Regions from separate parts of the Mus musculus genome. Here region 1 is linked to region 2. A link is a contact called in public promoter capture Hi-C data. All regions are on one chromosome and are shown on one strand. The core of a region is the stretch at or near the end of the contact, and the rest is flanking DNA. Distances in the headings are between cores, read along the strand shown.

The links. Promoter capture Hi-C pulls out the DNA fragments that hold promoters and counts their contacts.
Region 1: a promoter capture Hi-C map of trophoblast stem cells shows a contact between it and region 2, with 3 times the contacts expected there. The contact joins the enhancer-like site here to the promoter of Grpr in region 2. A contact is called at or near these places in 12 of 39 promoter capture datasets (the 3T3-L1 cell line, the C10 cell line, the HPC-7 cell line and 7 more) and 5 of 484 Hi-C or Micro-C datasets (the HPC-7 cell line, Sertoli cells, cardiomyocytes and 2 more).

The regions. Positions count from the first base shown.
Region 1 is chrX:164,009,093-164,012,623 of GRCm38.p6, reverse strand. The region is part of intron 2 of Car5b (carbonic anhydrase 5b, mitochondrial); the gene reads left to right. Among named protein-coding and RNA genes, the nearest start is that of Car5b, 17 kb to the left of the region's middle. Within about 2 kb of position 1,818, at least 4 of the 459 cell types and tissues checked have an H3K27ac peak or open chromatin away from gene starts, as enhancers often do. A contact at or near this core is called in trophoblast stem cells, where this site is marked.
Region 2 is chrX:163,547,508-163,551,555 of GRCm38.p6, reverse strand. Grpr (gastrin releasing peptide receptor) reads left to right here and starts at 1,820. Exons shown (of 3, transcript NM_008177.3): 1 at 1,820-2,674. The coding sequence starts at 2,259.

The DNA of each region.
Region 1 (3,531 bases), core at 569-3,068, 460 kb before region 2:
ACGGTCATGCACCTCTACACCCAGCTTCCAATCTGGCCTTCTTAAGGTCATGTAAAGCAGACCAAGAGGTAAAGGAAGTAGAAGATTGTGGGAACTGCAGAAGCACACTGCCATTCACCTTCTTTCTCTGCCCAGGAACCATGGGCTGTCTATTCAAATTGCTGTTTACTGTTTTCCTGAGATGCAGTCAGTAACTCTTAAAGACTTAATAGGCTATATACCTATTACCAGAGATGAAAATAAAATTAGTTTTACTCAGAGTGCCATTTAGCTTAATTGTTACATTAAACAAAATTAGGCGTAAGAACCTAAAACACGGGAAAATGAATTTGATGATTTAGTGATTTTTAATTTAATGAAAGGCATAAAGAAGATCATGGCGCATAAAAATGGGGCAAACTTATTATTACATTAGTGGTGCTTGATGGTCTCAGTCTTCCTATAGTTATTTATTTATTTATTCGTTTGTTTGTTTGTTCCTTTTGAGACAGGGTTTCATATACCCCAGACTTGCCTCAAACTTGCTGTGTAGCAGAAGTTGCCCTTGAATTTCTGATTCTCCTCTCTCCATTTCTTGAATGCTGGGATTACAGCTGTGTATCACATCTGGCTTCTTTAAGTAAGGAAGAGGACTATTAAAATTATTGAACATCACTGTATCTAATACAGCCACTAAAAAAAAAAATAAACCCATGAAATTACAAAGATAAAACAGAAGAAGAAACAAATGACAGGAAGGAAAAGAAAAAAATGTCGTCGCAAGTCTCATGTATTTACATGCCAATTTAAATTCATTACTATTTTAGAACCATGTGTACCTAATAGTTACCACACTGGAAGTTTCCATCCTTCAAATCAATTCTCCTGAATGCTTCTGTATAGAGTTTTTACAGCATTGTCTTCTCTGTGAGGCTTACTCAGAGGGCTGGAGAGATGGCTCAGCAGTTAAGCTGCACTTGCAGAGGACCAGCACCCATGTGGGACAGCCAGCGCACATCCACCTATAACTCAAGCTGCAGAGGACTTGACACCCTCTTCTGGTCTCCTCAGGCACACATACCACACAGAGACACACGAATAAAAATACATAAATGCATACATACATGCATACATACATACATACATAATCTGACAGGAAAGAAAAGCTTCTTTAGGATACTCTCTTTAAGAAGCTCATACTTGGGTATGTCTTATTTTATCCTTTTTTTTTTAAATTTTAACTTACATACTTAAAATTCCGTATTAAACCAAGAGTGGTGGCACATGCCTTTAATCCAGTATTTGGGAGGTAGAGGTAGCAAATCTCTGCGAGTTCCAGATACATAGTGAGACCCTGTCTCCAAAAGAAAACTATATTGAAAATGTCTTTTAATAAGCTCTAGTTCTATTAACAATCTCTATTTAGCTGGGCATGGTGGACAGTGGCTAAAGCTGTGTGTGGTAATCCCAGCATCAACAAATAAACATAGTTAGACAAAACTAAATCAATAAGCACATTTAAGACTTTCTTCTTTTATATAGCTAAATTTTATTATATTTATTCATGTGTATGCATGCCATGTGTGTGGGTGCCCTCTGGGGCCAAAAGAGGGAGTCAGATCTAATGGAACTGGAGTTACAGATGGTTCTAAGTCTCCCCATGTTGGTGCTGGAAACCACACTTGAGTTCTCTGCAAGAAGAGCAGGTGCTCTTGACTGCGGAGCCATCTCTCCAGCCCATTTAAAGGATTTTCTTTTTTAAGTTTGGTATAACAACTCACGCTTGTGTTTTCAGCACAAGTATTCAGAAATCCAAAGCAGGAGGAGTGTGGATCCAGGCCAGCCTAAGTTACAGACTGAGAACCTGTCTCAAAACCAAACCAGACCAAAACCACATTGATAACTCCTTGGTATTTAAGTATTTAAGATTGAGAGCTCCATGGAATTTCTTTATTTTCAGGCCGTCTGCGGCTCCTGGGGACTAACAGGAAGCCCTGGAGCTAGCACAGGAAATGCAGGCTTTATTCCCTGTGGCAGCAGTGCCATGTGATTCCACTGATTAGTCAGTTCATCGTCAGAGTTTTCCCCATAGCCCTGACAGTCCAGCAAGGAGACTTGTGCTTCTGCGAGTGTTGGTAAAGCCTTAATGAGAGCCTGCGTACTCCATTGTTTGTACCCTGGCTTAAGGTCAAAGCCTACTAAGAAGGTCTTTGGTGCTGTGCTTTCCCTCATGAAAAAGACAGGCTAGAGAGGCAGTGTGGGTTAGAATATTGAAAAGGAAACTAATTAATTTGGTAATGTATTTTTTAATCCAGTATATTCTGGATGTTGATGTATTTAACAGGTGTTGAATTTAACAGTGTAAGAATTATTCATAACTGGTGTTGTCCAATAGCTGTGTAACATGAGCCATATATATGAGCCATACAGGCAGTTATGTTTTCTAGTGACTTCATTTTTCTTAAGTACAAGTAAGGACTAGAGAGAGAATTCAGTGGTTAAGAGTACTGGCTGCTCTTCAAGAGGACCCAGGTTGAATTCCCAGCACCAGACTCTATAACTCTAGTTCCAGGTCACCTGACATCTGATCTCTGCAAGCTCCAGACATGCACATGTTGCACAGACATAAATGTAGATAAAACTGCATATATGTAGGCAAAGTACCCATATGCAGTCAATAAATAAAAATTAAAAAGTACAAATTAGATAAGTTAATTCTAATATATTTTCATTAATCTACTATATTAAAGATATTATATTTCTAATATGAAATTACTTTAAGAACTATAAGTGAATTTTTTTTTGCTAAGTCTTCAAAGATCTTAGAGTCATTCATTTATAGCGCATCTCGGTTTACACATAGTTAAGTGAGTATCACACTGAAAAGCTCAGGTGCAGAGAGGGACCAGAGCAATAATCTGAGCTATTCTAATTTAATGACAGAGAGCCTAAGAATGGAAGGGAGGATCGTTGGGAGGAGGAAGGAGAGCTGCATCTCTTTACCGGCTGTCTTCCTGTCCCAAAGCTGTCTGTGTGCCATGTAGCCCTGTTCCTTTCATTTAGATCCCATGGGAAGTTCAATATCGATAGCATAACTTCTTTCCTCATGTTGTCATTTTGTAAATGCTCCGGGTTTCTAGAGCTTGCAGACATTTTCCCAACTGCTATCAAGCCTTGCTTCGGTGGACTGCAGCAACTTGTGCCTGGACTGCTTTCTTTCTGGCCAACAACTATAATGTCCCCTCTAGAAAAATTTTAATATTTGAGATTATGATATAGTTACTTTATTCTCTCCCTGCCTTTATTACTCCCAAACCCTCCCATGTATTACTTCTTGCTATTTTCAAATTCATGGCTACACACACACACACACACACACACACATACACATATACACATATACACATACATATATACATATATATTCCGAAATATGCAAGTATAACCTTCTCAATCTGGATATTGTTACTTGTATGTACGATTTCAGGGATGACTGTTGGTATTGGATAATCACTTGGTGTGCTCTTTCCTGGGGAAGACAATTTCTCCTGC
Region 2 (4,048 bases), core at 571-3,070:
GCATGTGCTGCGTTTTCTCTGTTCAAAAGCCCTAGCCCGCACCTAGGAAATCTTCAATGTCAGGTGTTACATTTTCTTTGGGGGGGCGGGGGTGGAGGCAGTAAACTTCATTCTAGAAAGGGAATGGATCTAACGTGTGATCACCTCAATCAGTGCCGCTCTCTAGCTTCTTACATATGTAGTACATGGCAGCTATACATTCCTCTTAAGTAAACAGAGGAATTGATGATTCACTGGTGTGTGTGGAACTCCTGTCTATTGATTTGAGATCAATCAGTCTTCTGAGCTGTTCCCAAGCAAATCTTTTCCCTTCAATCCCCAAATGGTGATCATGGTAATAGTGGTAAGTAGCTAAAATTAATCAAATGGAATAAATACTATACAGTCTTACCAGGGATGGTTTTTTATTGAATTTCATAAATTATCCCTGCTCTACAAATAAAGAACTTGAACCTGAAGATGTGTGCCCAAGCAATGTGCCAAGGTAATAAATGGGTGGGTCTGTCAGGACTGAAGCTCATGTCCTGTATCAATAAGTTGTACTTCTAGCAACTGATTGACACCACTAGACTCATGTTTATTGGCTCAATCCTGGCAGTGCTGGACTCCACTAAGAAACCCTTCTACCTGCAAGCATGTAGCATCATCAATCTTCTGACTGCTGCCTACAAGGACTCTTTCATGTTACCAAAAGGGCACCACAGTCACCTGGCCATCAAATGCTGCAAAGGTACATGGCAATGCCTTTGGAAGCTTTCTGGGTGGGCCCTGACATGGTATCAAGCAGTTTTCTTTATTTATTATGGGTCCTGAAATATGAGCCTTTCCCTAGCACTGTCTGTTATTAACTAGCTTTCTGACACATATCAAAAAGGACCGGCTCAATAGATACCATAAAGGTATAGCCTTATGATGTACTTGTTAGTGCTAGCAAAAGGTCAAGTCTCATTCTGATAGCATTTTAATAGAGTATTTCTCAGCACTCCTTTGACCATAACTCATTTCTTTCACTAGCTCCCCACCCCCTCTGTCTCTTGTTTCCTGTTTCTTGAGAGAATCTACAACCGTTGTATACTTCGGAGGAAATTGACAGCTTGCCAAAAATGCAAAAAGCTACACCAAAAAGCCAGCTCATATGATTTTTAGATCAAAAGAAAATAATGCGCTTTAAATTTGGTTTGAAAAAGATCATCCATTGATCTATGTGTGCTGAGCCTGCAGCTGGCTCCATAGTCAGAGGCTTGGGAAGTTTTCAAGAAAGAGCACATGTGCACCGTACTTCTGGTTTTCCTGAAGTCTGTTGCTGTAGGTTTAAGGTGTGAGTCCGTGCATGCAGTTCTCCGTAGCAGTCCCTATTCCGAGGGAACTAACTGGGACAGCTCACACACAGACCTAGATGTCCCATTTTAATACATTAGTAAAGATTAGAAACAGGAGGGTCCTGAGTCACATCTGAACTCATGGAGATAGTATCAGAGATATTCCCAGACTTTGCAGCGAACAGCATTTATTAAATGCCTGCTATTAGGTGCTCCCAGCTTAAATGAAAAGGCAAAGGTATCTATCTATTAAGCCACTTAGGAGTTGTGATCTGCTGCCTGATTCTCATTTGAAGAAAGCAGGCAGCTGGGCAGTGATTGAAGCGTCCAGCAGGGGGCTGGCATTCGCTGTCTATACATGGTCCTGGCTCCACTTCAGAGCGGCAGCTCAGGAGAGCTGCCGTTTGCTAGGGAAGCCAGTGACGTCCAAAGCATCCTGCCTATAGGATTGGAGGCTTTCTTGGTGCAGTTTTTTTCTACCCACTTTAAACCTTCAGGTTCTACAAATCAGGGAAGACGGGAAATGCTGTGTGAAAATAGCAATCCAAAAGTTCTTAGTAAACTGCAGCCAGAGAGACTCAGTCTAGGATGGAGGTAGGAAGAGCTGAGACAAAGTGGGCTTAATTCTAAGCTTTTCTTCAGGCTGAGTTTCTGTTGCTTGTTAACTTAGTGAATGTACAGATGTATTGCTTGCTGGTGGTGTGAAGGCTGGGACAGAACCAACATCAACAAACTGAGCTAGAGTTTGGAATACCAGTGTGTGTGTGTGTGTGTGTGTGTGTGTGTGTGTGTGTGTGTGAATTCAGAGTGTTTTAAAGAGAGATCAAGAGGCTCACACAGATCAGCGAGCCTAACTGACAAACCTTCAGCGCCTAACTGAAAAACCCAGAAGTTACAAAGCAGCATCTTGAAGGCGCATTTGAAGAGAGAAGCTTTGAGATGGCTCCAAATAATTGTTCCCACCTGAACTTGGACGTGGACCCTTTCCTGTCCTGCAACGACACCTTCAATCAAAGTCTGAGTCCCCCCAAGATGGACAACTGGTTTCACCCGGGCTTCATCTATGTCATCCCTGCAGTTTATGGGCTTATCATCGTGATAGGTCTTATTGGCAACATCACGCTCATCAAGATCTTCTGCACGGTCAAGTCCATGCGAAACGTGCCAAACCTGTTCATCTCTAGCCTGGCTTTGGGAGACCTGCTGCTGCTGGTGACATGCGCCCCTGTGGATGCCAGCAAGTACCTGGCTGACAGGTGGCTATTTGGCAGAATTGGCTGCAAACTGATCCCCTTTATACAACTTACTTCAGTGGGGGTGTCTGTCTTCACACTTACGGCACTGTCAGCTGACAGGTAAGTACTCATTGGAAGTTATATCCTCTCTTGGGGTGGCGGACCACTCAGTGAATCACATGAGAGAGCTGTCTACCCTAAAGGGAACTTTTACTCAAACTCACAATCCCTTCCAGGCATGGTTTTGTTCTGAAAATTACTTCTGGAGTTTGGCATATTAGTTTAAGAAAAGAAAAATGAGAGAATGGTGGAGACCCGAGGAGACAAATGAGAATTAAATCTCTAAGCCTGAGACTGAGGGGCATTTTTTTTCTGAAGAAAAATCATTGCCTTTCCCTGTCTTCTCCTTCTCTGAAAAATTAATTGAACAGTGAGAAGGACAATCCTACCCTACAGTTTCAACCTCAGGCTAGTGTTTTTTAGAAGCAATTCAGAATCCTTCAGAAAATAGAGAAGTTCCCACTGACCCTCTGTAAAATCTCCTTTGAGAAAGAACAACAACAACAACAAAGGCTCCATTTCTCTGAATTTTGTCTTCCTTGGACAGTCTTAACTTTTCTTACAGTTCATTTTTAGGTATGACTGAACAGAACAGTTGTGTGTGAATTTTTCCAAGTCTCCCTTCAATGACTTTAAATATGTTTGCTCCCTTTTGCCCAGCTAAGCGAGTTCAAGGTTGACTGTCCTTCTATGTACAATATCTTTGTATCTTGGTGAGGCTGAGTGTCTTCTGTTATTCTGAAAAATGCACATCTGGAAAACACACATGTGATTATACACACACACATATATATATATTTCAAACCTGTATTTGTCAAATATCTATATCTACCATGTTAAAAAGAAAAAGAAAACTCATGCTTGAACAGGCAAGTAAAGATATATGTGAAGGATATTCACACATGTTGTTGATTGTATCTTATGTTCTGAAGAATGAACACAGAAATGATTAGACTACTAGATACAATATGTTGTATCTAGTATCTAGCTAAATTTCTAAATTAAGAAAAAAAAACCCAGGTTTATTGGACCAGAGGTTATACATTGTTATCTTTAAGTCAACTATATGGTGTATGTTAAAAATACATAGGACCAGAGTGTATACTGGAAAAAGTATAGCTGCAATTCTGTAAAGTTTAGAATCTGAAGTAGAGGGCCTCTCCTTTACTACTTGTGGTGCTTGAGTCTCCTGCTATAAAAGAACAAAGCGTCCTCAGGTGAGCTGGCCTTCACAAGTAATGGACAAATAAAGCCAGTGTTATCAGTATTTGTGGCCATGTGTTTAACTTAAGCTATTTAAAGTACACTGCTCAGCACTGATGATATTCTCAGAGCCTGAAAAGTAATGGTCCAGAAATGAGGTTATCGTGTGGACCAGACAGGGTTTCTCCACACACCCTCATCTTGCTTGCACCCTGCCTATTTACCTTTAAG